3 separate regions of the Mus musculus genome follow, and regions 1 and 2 are each linked to region 3. The links are chromatin contacts, called in public Hi-C and HiCAR-type maps. All regions are on one chromosome and are shown on one strand. Each heading gives the region's core, a stretch centred on a gene start, on an enhancer-like site or on the middle of the called end of the contact. The rest is flanking DNA. Distances are from core to core; before and after follow the strand shown. Region 1 holds the start of Fsip1 (fibrous sheath-interacting protein 1). Region 2 holds the start of Eif2ak4 (eukaryotic translation initiation factor 2 alpha kinase 4). Region 3 holds the start of Fam98b (family with sequence similarity 98, member B).

What was found. Hi-C and Micro-C count contacts between places; a contact is called where the count stands out from the background. HiCAR-type assays count read pairs that join an accessible place to other places.
Region 1: a contact with region 3 is called in a Hi-C map of B cells, with 8 read pairs. The contact joins the promoter of Fsip1 here to the promoter of Fam98b in region 3. A contact is called at or near these places in 2 of 39 promoter capture datasets (embryonic stem cells and hippocampal neurons), 5 of 484 Hi-C or Micro-C datasets (B cells, cortical neurons, embryonic fibroblasts and 1 more) and 2 of 115 datasets of contacts at active chromatin or transcription factors (embryonic stem cells and large pre-B cells).
Region 2: a HiCAR-type map of astrocytes shows a contact between it and region 3, with 2.7 times the contacts expected there. The contact joins the promoter of Eif2ak4 here to the promoter of Fam98b in region 3. A contact is called at or near these places in 3 of 39 promoter capture datasets (embryonic stem cells, hippocampal neurons and neural stem cells) and 1 of 115 datasets of contacts at active chromatin or transcription factors (astrocytes).

Annotation. Positions count from the first base shown.
Region 1 is chr2:118,255,669-118,259,769 of GRCm38.p6, reverse strand. It overlaps Fsip1 (fibrous sheath-interacting protein 1), which reads left to right and starts at 2,814. Exons shown (of 12, transcript NM_001374672.1): 1 at 2,814-2,970.
Region 2 is chr2:118,385,786-118,389,927 of GRCm38.p6, reverse strand. It overlaps Eif2ak4 (eukaryotic translation initiation factor 2 alpha kinase 4), which reads right to left and starts at 1,311. Exons shown (of 39, transcript NM_013719.3): 1 at 1,076-1,311. The coding sequence starts at 1,219.
Region 3 is chr2:117,248,350-117,252,545 of GRCm38.p6, reverse strand. Fam98b (family with sequence similarity 98, member B) reads right to left here and starts at 2,807. Exons shown (of 8, transcript NM_026620.3): 1 at 2,708-2,807. The coding sequence starts at 2,778. It overlaps Gm25189 (a small nuclear RNA gene), which reads right to left; the gene lies at 4,112-4,196.

The DNA.
Region 1 (4,101 bases), core at 1,565-4,064, 1.0 Mb before region 3:
GTGTGTTTTTCAAGTTGTGTTTCCAAGCTCCTGACAAATGCTGATCTTTAACATGCAGAAATAGGAAATCTGAACTGCAGAATTTTGTTCCTCTTTCACATGGGCTAAGTACAGACTGCTTTTATACCTCTAGGTTCTTAAATTATCCCTAAAATACTTCCACCTCTCATACTCTTAGTTACTACTAGGATTATCCGAAACATGTGTTTAATAACTATTAGGGCTGGGAATACTGCTCAGGTTGAACTCATATCCCCTCGTGTGTGTAGAGACTAGATTTCCATTTCCAGCACCTTGTGTGTGTAGAGACTAGATTTCCATCTCCAGCACCTTGTGTGTGTAGAGACTAGATTTCCATCTCCAGCACCTTGTGTGTGTAGAGACTAGATTTCCATCTCCAGCACCTTGTGTGTGTAGAGACTAGATTTCCATCTCCAGCACCTTGTGTGTGTAGAGACTAGATTTCCACCTCCAGCACCACCACCCACAGAGAACAAACAACACCCAAATACAAAGAAAAAACCCACATCCAAATGATCAAATTTAGACATATTTAGAAAAATTATAATTTATATTCAATTTCTGGAAAATGCAGAGAACATTACTGGGTAGCAATTGAACAGCATCATGTTAACTAAGAGACATCTGATACCAAGGTCAAAAGAAGTTTCATTTTTGAGGGGAACAAAGAACACAGAACTGTAATTTAGCTATACTGAACCAGGATATCCCTGAACAGTGTCCAAACCACAGGAGAGGCTTTGTTGTTGTTGTTTTTTAAATAGGTGACCTCCACCAACAGTGGTTTATGGAGATACTCCACTGGCTAGGCATGAATCTTGACTTAAACCCACATTGATTCGTTTGTTAACGAGGGTACTCCCAGCTGAGAAGTGCTGAAGGCACAGAGAGACTTTCAGTTGTTTATTTGCTGGAACATTTTGTGCTTTGACTGTTAGCAAATATGCAATCTTCTCTCAGTATCTAGAGTCCACTTTTGGAAGGCAGTCTTAGGAACTTCTTTTTCCTCCCTTTGGGACTGCACAAGATCATACACAGGCTCTCTAACATACTAACTAGTCACTCTACCACTGAGGCACATCCCCAGTCTAGCCATTCATTTTTTTTCATATAGCATGCAAATCTTCCAGTAATTTAATCAATACCATGGGTTGGGAATTGTGATGGTAAGGACTTACTGTGAATTGAACTCATTATTCTTTCGTTCTTTTTCTTAAAATGTCTATATGTCTGTGTGTATGTATGTGTATGCATGTATGTATGTGTATACATGTAAGTTAACAGTTTGGTCATTCAGGACCTGTGGGCATTGAAAGGCCGCTAAGTGGAGAGTCATGGAGAGCCTGGAGCAGAGGGCTGGTAGGATTTGGCTGAGGTTCTGAACACACGTTGTAGGATACTGTCCTTCAGTATACAGGAGGTGCAAGGGAAGCTCCCACTGAGGAAACTACTAGTAGAGTATCACAAACATCTAATTGAGGGTGGGAACCTTGCAGATATGAGGAACACTTGGATTCAGATACACTTGAATGCAGGTCTGGTAGCATGTCCGACTTGAGGATGGTACCAAAGGTGCTGAGCTGAGCCTGGGAGAATGGTGTGGGGAAGACGGTATAGGAAGGGCTGCAGTGGGGAGAGGGGACTATAGAAAAGTGGCTTGATTTTGATCTGCTTAGTTTGCGAGGGTTCTCATGCCTTATGAGGTTCAAGGGAGTCATTTGACCTGGAGTCCGAAACAAAGGATCAATAGCACCCAGATGGTATTCACAGCCAGGGTTTTGCCCTCAGCACCATCTTAACTTGTAGCTGTGATCTTTGGGCAACTCAAGTCATACTTATTTGCTCTGATGAAAAAAGACCAGAGAAACACTGTATTTACCCCAAAGCATGAGGATAAAGGGGCTCTGAGTATGAAAATACCTTGTAAACAACCAAGGGCAATTCAGACTGAAACGCAGCAGAGGTTGCGCGGTACTGAGAATGAAGAAAGAGCATCAGTTTGGTGATCCAGGCAATGAGCCCTAATGCACTGTACACAGAGAAATGATTGGTAGCTGTGGAGGTATATACTGCCATCATAATCCTTCTTATTCTACTACAGCCCAGTCTTTACAGGACGTATATGTATATATACGCATATGTATATATACACTGTATTATACATTATACTTTATGCACACTGCTATTATATACACATGTATTACACACACACACACACTCACACAGCTCTCCAAATTTTACAAGACCTTCACATACGAGATCTGTTTGAGTTGCACATCAGTCTTGCAAGGAAGAGAGGATAGTGATATGGGAAGTAACTGATCTGAGAGGACACCTGGTCGGTAGAACATTCTAGTAGCCGGTGAGAGCTATGTAAACATGGAGATCCTCGTTCCAGAGGCCAACCTGAATATGAACAAACCATTCCCACCCAGAACATTCACTGAAAAGAAGGTTATAGGAGGGCCACAGTCACACCCCCTCCAATCCCAACCAGGACAGCAGTCTTCTTGTAACTTCCGGTCCCCAATACCCAATTCTTTTTTTTTTTTTTTTGCTTTTTTCGAGACAGGGTTTCTCTGTGTAGCCTTAGCTGTCCTGGAACTCACTCTGTATACCAGGCTGGCCTCGAACTCAGAAATCCGCCTGCCTCTGCCTCCCAAGTGCTGGGATTAAAGGCGTGCGCCACCACGCCCGGCTTCAATACCCAATTCTTGAAGGTACGGGACCTTTAAACCTATCGCGAGACTGTGATCTGCGCGCTTCTAGTTGCCAGGGCAACAGCGTTCTTTGAGACAGCGGTCTCCTGCTGCCTCTTTCATCTTCACAGAGGAGGCGGTGGCGGGAAAAACCGGTCCCCTTCGAAGGGAAGTGGAGAGAGTCAGTGTCTAGGCGTCCAGCTTTCTTCCCCACCGAGAAGTTGAGGGGCCGCACGCACCACGGGCAGAGGTTGGTAGCCGCTGGCCACGGCAGAGGGCGAGGTGGAGGTGTGGCCTGATGTGCCAGAGGAGGGTGAGAGGGCGGACTCTGTCCCCGAGGGCTGTGGGTGTGGCCTGTTCGCCCAGGCCAGCATGGGGTGGCCACAGGGGCGTGGCTATGTCTGGGAGTCTCAGAAGCTACTGCCCGGGCAGAGGCGTGATCTCTGCTGAAAACTCTTTCTGCATTAGTGCATCCTTACGAGCCTTCTTCCCACTGAGGTCTGGAGCACTAGTCAGTAGCATAGTCCTTAAAAGTGGCACAGGAAAAATGAGACTAGAGAGAGGGTTTGTAAACATTGATCTGGGACTTAGCTTTCCCAATGGAAGAAATGTAAACCAAACGTATAGGTAGATACCTTTGGGCATCCACCAGCCTGGGGACTATGAATAGGCCTTTCAGACAATAAGACAGGGAGCAAACAATCTGGAGACACAACCAGTTTTGCCTCATCACACCGGACGTGTACTATCTACACGAGCTGATCAAAAAATGTAATAAAACGTTGGCGTGTATGAGCAGTTATTTGTTACCATTAGAATCTGGTCACATCTCTACTTCACTGAATAGCATAAAGTAACTGGTATTTTAATTTTGATTCTTTTGGTGCACTGTGTTTCATTAAATGAGGAAATGTATAAAACAAAAATTTCTTTTTGTCCCAGTTTCCCTTTTTATTGTAGACCTCCATAAGACCGGGATATGATTACTAATAACCATGCAACAGAGTCAGAGAGCCATGTCTTGAAATCTTCTCTGCCAAGGAAACTAATCCATGGTTTTTCAGTTTTGCCTCAGGCAAATGTTTAAGGCAAGGGCAGAAAGCAGCCACTTTCTTTGCCAAATACAGGAATGTTCTGTCCTTCTGTCGCCCAGGTGCTAGTATTGTTTTCCCCTGAAATGGCCTGAGGTCCGTAGGCCTCTGCAGTCTGCCTTGCTCTCAGCATTATTGCCTTCTAACCTCCCACCAGGATGCTCTTTAAGCTCTTCATCAGCATCCAACTGCTTTCCTAGTCCAGAGTCTTATAAAAGAACGCCTTCAATTGACTTACAGCTTCAGAGGCTTAGAGTCCATCATGGCGGAGCAAAGGCACGGAAGCAGAA
Region 2 (4,142 bases), core at 62-2,561, 1.1 Mb before region 3:
GCACCTTGGGAACATAAAACTAAAAAAACTAAAAAAAAAAAAAAAAAAAAAAAAAGCCAGCTGGGTCTCCCTGAGTCCCCTGCACATTCTGTAACACTATTCTGGTGGCCTAGGCCCTACTTCCTGGTTCCCTGGAAACAGAGAAGTTGCCAGATGACCTGTAGGTTATCTTACTATTTACAAGAAGCATGTATAACTGTATGTAAAGTTACAAATAAGGCCTAAAAAAGTAAGCTTCCCGCCGGCAGCAGGGGTTTTGTGCATGTTTTACCCATGACTGTGTTCCTAGCGTCTAAATCATTAAATTAAAAAGTATATTGGTTTAGTGGGAGAATCTTGGCCCTGACAGCTTAAGTAAAGCCTTTTCCTAAAGAAATACTAGATATAGAGAAAAGACAGACATTGTGAGTTAAAGAAGTAAGGCAGATGGAGGAAAGAAGTACTTTCAAACTTCAGGAACATTTTAGTTCGGCAGATACACTATTCAAGGATAGGGAGAGACTGTCACTGCCCTCAGCTTAACTTCCACACAAAAAAGGAAAGTGATGTTTTAAATAGAACTCGGTAAACACTGCATTACAGCGACAATAAACATGTTCTATACCTATTCCTCAAAAGTCTCGGAGGAAGGTACAAAAAGTTCTTCCACACAGGAAACGGGATTTACACAGTGTGACCTGGGAGTTTGTTTGCTGAGAGCACAAGACCTGGACCCACGCCCCCTAAGCATCCCCAGCACAAAGTAGCAATGAGTGACTATGAATGTGCAGTCACAACCCACCTCGAGGCCTGGGGCGAGTCAGTGTGGGGAAGAATGGTTGGAAGGACGAAGGGTGGTTAGGGGACGTCAGTGGGAATAAGAAGCACAGCAGAGAGAGGAGCCCGACCGGGGAAAAAAGAGAATTCAGGCCAGGTGCTGCCTTCTCAAGACCAGTGGCGGCGCAGAGGCAGAAAGTGAGGGTAGTGGAACTGCAATATGAAAAGCCTTTAGGATCTAAGTGGTCGCCCCAGACTGGAGGCGTCTGGCTGGGTTCCTAGACTGGAGAACACCGGGCCAGACCAACCACGTTCCTACCCGTCCGCGCGCATCCGGCCGCAGATCCTGGAAGTCCGAGCCGTAAATGGCCTCCAGGGCCTGCAGCTCGTGGTCCTGTCGCTGCGAATAGCTCTCCTGTGGCTCAGCCCGGCCGCGTCCAGAGGCCCCGCGGCCCCCAGCCATGGCGGCCGGGGCAGGCGCAGCGGCCTAGGCGAGGTAGCGGTGATTCTGGGGTGGGTAGGGGAGCTCCAGCCCGCGCCGTGACCGAACTGAGGGCGGGGCCTCGAGTCGGAGTCGGGTCTGGGGGAGGGGCCTCGAGCTGATGACAGGTCTAGGGGGTGTGGCTCTGCTCTGGGGAGGCGCTTTAAAGACAGGATCTCCAGCGGGAGACGAACCTGGGGGCGGAGTCTCGAGCTGAAGACCGACCTAGGGGCGTGACTCTGAGCAGGTGAGAGGGCCTTGGGCGGAGCCTAGGCCAGGAGGCGGGTCTGAAGGCGGGGTTCTCCGCGGCTGACTCGTTTGGCCCACTCCGGAGAAGGCCAGTGGGCGGGGTTTTGCTCCAACTTCTCATGGCCCAAGACTTCTAATAAAACAAGAGTAGGGGAAAGCTTTGCCTTCTTCCTGAGGGGAGAAATTGAGTCAGGAATTGCCAACACACTTTGGAGAGCCAGTCTCTTAGGTCAAAGTGACAACACATATTAGTTTTCACAAAACAAGTATGTAGCAGAAACAGGCGCTGGAACTCCTTCACCCTGCCTGGCTAGAGAGAGGAAAATTTTAGAGCGCAGTCATGAGTTAAATCGTTTATCTTACCTGACCTTCCCAGAATGAGACTACTGGGAGGAAAAAACCGTAAACCCTGTTTCCCACATTCGTTACCCTTGAATCATTAATTAAATGTCTCATGCATGCTCTCTGGACTCTCTGAAATTCTCTCCTTGCATTTTCAAATCCCACAAAGAGAATTATCCGACCAGTTCATTTAATGTAAATTTGAGCATTCACATTCATGTAAAATGTTGCACCCTACTTTACATACTTAAGGGATGTATTTGTGTCCATATGAGTCAGGGTCTCCCTCTGCAGCATGGTCTGGCCTTGAATTCATAGTAATCTTCCTACTTTATCCTCTCAGCGCTAGGATCATGAGACTGTGCCACCATCCCTATTTGACCATATTTTTTTTTCACGCATATAAGTAACCTATCTATTCAGACATTGCTATTGCTTTGTTGTCTACCTGCTGTAGCTTAATTCAGAAAAAAAATGCACTATCATGCCTCGAGTTAGGTTAGGTGACATGTCTCTGTCAATCTTGTTTGCATCTATCTTGTTCACTTAGTAATGTTGACTTAGGCATCTCACCTTCAGACCACTCTGATCAGACAAGGTAACACAAAGGCCTTTTAGAAACCACCTCCTCCCTCCTTCAGCTGGAGACCTGTTCTGTTTCCAGGGACCCCTGCCTGGATACATGGCAGAACTCAACAAACAGTGAAGATATTTGTTGAGTGCTGCCTTTTTTTTTTTTTTTTCAGCTCTCACATTCAAACTGTCATCATGTCCTCAGTTTCCCCCTAAGCTGCAGCCCATTTTTACCACCTCTTCACTGGCTCTCTATTCGGCCGTCTTCATCCTTGCCCCATGTTAAGCAGCTCTTCCTATTGTAGCCAAAGTAAAGTTCCTAAATCACGAATATGGCCACACTAATCTCTAAAATCCTTCCAGTTTCCAACTGCTCTTCTTCTACTACAAAAGAAAAACTCAATACGGATTTTTTTCAACATAAAAGCAGAGGAAACATTATAATAACCCCAGGTATTTGTCATCCAGGTCCACAATGTCAGATGTCGTCACCAGTATTGTTTCATTTTCTCCATCCTTAGGAATGCTTTAAATATCAAATATTGTGGACTTTGTTTATAAAGAAGCATGTGTGTAACAGAAAAAGACATTTGAAACCCATTACACCTTAAAGTGTAACACTTTCTATGTTATTAATATCTGTATAGTAAAAATGCAAAATAGTAAAAATACTTTTATTTAATAAAACAATAATTATTGTGTGACAGTCTTTTCCTGGGGTGACACAACACACACACACACACACACACACACACACACACACACACACACACAATTTACCCCAAAGTAACGAATGCACCAATATAACTTGATGAACCATTGGGGTTGTTATTGGTGCTACTAATAGAAATGTGGGTGAGGAGTTACTTAAAGGAGCAGGGATGACTTAAAAGCAGCTACACCAGCAAAAAGCACACCCCAGCAAGAGGGAAGACCCTGGAAGCTACTATTGTGAGCTACCTGCACAGCTTGCAGGGAGCCCCACACTCCACAGTCCTAGTATCTCTGAGAGTTACCCAGGCCAGAGACTTCTCCCTAGAAGTTGTTCACCTTTTTTTTTTTTCTACTGCTGGGGAGGGGGGTTGTTTATTTCCTGGGATTGTGAGCATCTGCCTCTCACCTGGAGGTGATGTTTCAATTCAGAGGGAACTCATAGAACAAGTGACCATATAGACATGTAGAAAAGGGTCCTGCTTATTAAGAAAATTTCACTGTATCATTAATGGATAATAGAAATGTTAAACCAACAATTTGCTACCAAGTAATTCAAAATGAAGAGAGTTTTGTTGTCCATATATCTATGACACAAATGTCCATAAGTATCCAATGTTGACCATGGGATAGTTTAAGTGAAAGATCATGTGAGTTCTTTGAGTGATTCTTGCAACCCTAATATAAGTTTGTAATTAATTTAATGTCACAATTTCAAAATAAGAAACTAGAAACTGTCAACTGTATTTCAAAGTAGAAATTTTGTGTTACCATTAGTGTCCCAAAGTTCTGGTCCTTGACCCTGACAGGAACTTTGTTAGTCTTTAAATTTTAAACATTGTAACAGAGGTGCAGCAATGTTTCAACTTACTGGTTTGAAAAAGCAACCTTATTTTTTCCAAGTTTACAGACATTCAGGTAGGTAGTTTAGAGAGTGCCCATACGCTCTCTCCCTCCAGAGCTTTCCCCAAACTTTGTTATTACAGTCATCTAGTGTTGCTATTGAATATATAGAATCCCAGGATAGAAA
Region 3 (4,196 bases), core at 1,558-4,057:
CCCCTATCTTCACTGTCTTCCCTACACAATTTTGATTCCATGGTGTGTCATTTCACTTTGTTGCTTAATAAATACTGGTGGAGGAAATGAATCCTTGAGTACTAGGGACCCATAATTAAGGACCATCACTAAGTCCCATAATGCACTTCTTTCCTCTACACTATGATGTACCCACTACCACTAAGCAGCCATCATGTCTTTCCCAAACTATTAAATAAAAATTCCCCAATTAGTGTGCCGGCAGAAGGAACTTTCAAGTTAGATGTTTAATAATCTGCCAGGTCTTATTAGTAGATAAAGAAAAAATGAACAACAATAGATATAAAGGTATTGCATGTTCTGGTACTCTCATCAAACTCCACAGCCCACACCAAGCCTGGCCTCTGCTCTCTGTCTTAAGCCACATTACCTCCTCTTGTCTAACACAGCACACTGCAGGATTCAAGGTCTTATATCTACTACCATTCAGAGCACGCCATCCTCCTTTCCCATCTAATCTCATTTAGTTGGATTTCAACTCATCCTTCCTACTTCAACTCAGCTATCACTTCTTCAGGAATCTATCGCTAACCCATAAGGCTTCTGTTTCATCACCCTGATTATTTTCCTTTGAAGCACTTATTACACTGTATAATGGACAACCACATCTGTTTTTACTCTTAACTGTGAGCTCTGTAAAGCCAGGAATCAAGTCAATCTTGCTCACCACTTGACTGCTCAGAACAGTGTCCAAGACACGGCCATACTCCATAAATGTTTGAAATGAGCAGTGATTCTCAACGTAGGCTGTGAAGTTTTATAACATCTGCAACACTATAATATATCCCTGAAGAGTATGACTCAGGGAGTCGGTAGTGTATACGAGACCCTAACATTTTATCAGCTCTCTACAAGGCTGCAATGCCCAGCTAGACCAACTAGCTGAGATGGACTGCTCACAAAATCATAGACTACTATAACCAAAGAAGCATGAAAGCATTGGCTTTCGGATACTCATTTCAGGGAAGAGGAAACTGATTCCTAATCGATATTTTTGTTGTTGTTGTTGTTGTTGTTGTTATAACACTCTACATCTCTACAATGGTCTTTTGCAGCTTTCCTTTCTAAGCCATTGCATTCATTTTTTACTTTACATGACAACCTAAAGCACTTTCATTGATAAACTACGTGGTTTAATCACAATAAAAAAATACATTACTACTCGAAATCCACATGAAGATCCGAAAAGACAGTGATCAATTACAACATACATAATCAGTAACATTTCCCACATTTCGTTATCATAGAGGGGGGTTTTCAAACTTCAAAATCTTGTCTTTGGCCATTCCAGGAACACTGATTCTGAAGTATGCAACAGTTTTAACTCTCATATTGAATAATGTGAAACAAATGTCTCTCAGTAAATGTCAACATTAGAGCAAATTTCACTTTCTTAAATGCTATGGTAGAAACAATATGTTTCAGGAATCAAAGAAGAATAAAACCACTGTCTTCGCACTTCATAAATGGCTACAAGATCCCAAAAATTGTAAATGTCTGGGATCCAAGCTGGAGCCTACGCACACCAAGGTATTTTAACTTCGTATTAGTTATATTTCCCCTGCAGGGTTAAGAAAATTTCATAGAAATACAAATAGCCCTGATGTTGTCGTGCTGGTTCTGTTTTTTTATTTAACAAACATTTTATTCAAGATCAAGTAAATTCAAGGTTCTGTTATGCTGAGTAGCAGCAAAGTATGCATTATCAGGGTGCAACAAAAGTTAACACTTGCTAGAAAAAAAAAGAACAAAATAGTTTGAGGGAACGAAAATAAGGGAACCAGGCATGATAGTTTCAAACTTCTTTAGGAGCAGTTACCCTAAAATGAAACCACCTTAAGGAGGTAAACGTCTGTGCAGATGGCGCCAACGTTGGGGAAAGGATCCGTTTATTAACCCTCAACCGTTTGGACCTTTGCTCACAAGTACACACCCTCCTCTGAACTTTTTCTTCAATCGCTGTGACAGGCCCCACTCTAGTATGTTGCCAGGAGGAGTCCATCAGTGAAGAAAGTTGACAAGTTTCTCAAACTCTGGGTGAAGTTCATGTGACAAACAGGTAAAAAGAGCAAGCGCTGGGAAGAACACCAGGATGGAGGGGAGTAACACTGCTTGTCCAGATCGCCTCATCACCGCCACCCCGGGGTTCCTCTTAACACCTAAAGTGGTAACGACGTTCTGAAAACTGTCGTTTCTCCCTGCCTACCACACAAACGTGCTTTAAGGAATGGAGAAGGTTAAATGCAGGGGTTCACACTTAACTAAGAGTCTTCAGTCTAAGAAGCGGGAGTGAGTCCTCCCCCAGCCCTGAGTAAGCCACCGATTTGAGCAGCATGCGCGACACAACAGTCCAGACGCAACTGCGGTGCGGCGGGAGCAGGATCTACGTCCATACAAAGGGCTCCCCCCCCCACCCCCCCGAGGCCCGGGAGGAGCCGGCTGCAGGCTGAATGTAATGAAAGAGGGAAAACGGCCGGCACAGCCAGGCCTCTCGCTGCAGCCGCTCGTTCCCGCCGGCTCCCAGGGTCCCGGCTACCCGGAGCGCAGAGGCCTGCGCACCGCCCGGTACACAAGGCCTGCTCCGGGGAGAAGCGCACGCCCGTGCCACAGCGGCCACGCGCAGGGCCAGCGTCCTCTCCTCTGAGAAGTTGTCCACGAGAACACTCACCCCAGCGCCTCCAAGGTGTCCAGAACGTCCCCTTCCATGCTGGTTTCGGGCCCGAGCTCTGGCCCTCTCATGGTCGCTTGGTCCAAAGCTGTTCGTCACTAAAAATCCCGCCGGAAACCAGCGTCAGCACGCCAAGGTTCCGGGACTTGTAGCCGTGGCAACCGTGGAGGAGTCCCTGCTTGGTGCAACGTAAAAGCCATGTTTGCAACAATAGACTTTTAAAAAATAAATAAGCATCTTTGTGTTAGATCTTATCCATGTGAAGTCACTATCTTTTACTATCATGATTCTACTGTAGGTGTTGAATACTACCCCACCTTAGATTTTTTAATTTTTGTTTATGGTGTGTGTCAGGTGTGTGTAGATGCTCCGGAAACCAGCAGAGGGCAACAGATCAAGCCCTCTGAAAGAGCAGCCACATTCTTAACCAATGAGCCAACTTTCCAGTCGCCCCCACACACATACATCTTGCTTTTTATAACAAAAATCCCAAAAGGAAACTATAATGATCTCCAGCTAAAAAGTAACAGGATGTCTATATACATAAGTCCATTGAGCCAATACATGTGCCAGTGCTCTAATAAGAAGAGATCTAGGGTATCATTTCATTATGAATATAGAACCAAATAAGTGAGTTGTTGTGTTCATCTATCTGCAGAACCACTTCAAATACATATTCAAGATTTTGTATTGTGTTGCTGGTCATTTATGAATGTATTAGCAACAAAAGGTACAGCTCCAGATGCAGTAGAAACATCCATAAGAAATAAAAGCAAGGCCACAACATGCCTTTAATCCCAGCACCCAGGAGTCAATGTTTCTCCTGAGTTCAAGGCCAGGTTAGTCTATACAGTGAGCTCCAGGCCAGCCAGAGCTACAAAGTAAGACACTGGCTCACAAAACAAACAGCAAAAGAAGAAAGAAAGAAAGAAAGAAAGAAAGAAAGAAAGAAAGAGAGAGAGAGAGAGAGAGAGAGAGAGAGAGAGAGAGGAGGGAGGGAGGGAGGGAGGGAGGGAGGGAGGGAGGGAGGGAGAGAGAAAGAAAGAAAGAAAGAAAGATGGAAGGAGAGGAAGAGGGAGAGAAGGAAGGGGAAGGTGTATTAGTCAGGGTTCTCTTGAGTCACAGAACTTATGGGTAGTCTCTATATAGTAAAGGAATTTATTGATGACTTACAGTCTACAGTCCAACTCCCAACAATGGTCAGTAACAGCTGTGAATGGAAGTCCAAGGACCTAGCAGTTGCTCAGTCCCACATGGCAAGCAGGCGCGAAGGAGAGAAAGTGAGACTCCCTTCTTTCAATGTCCTTAAATGGTCTCCATCAGAAGGTGTAGCCCAGATTAAAGGTGTGTGCCACCATACCTTGAACTCAGATCTCCCTGTCTTTTTGTTTGTTTGTTTGTTTAAAGGGGAGAGCACAAACGCAGTCCCCCACTACCACAAATTATGCAGTCGAGTTTCCCGCATTTGGGGAAATCGCAGTGGTCAGCA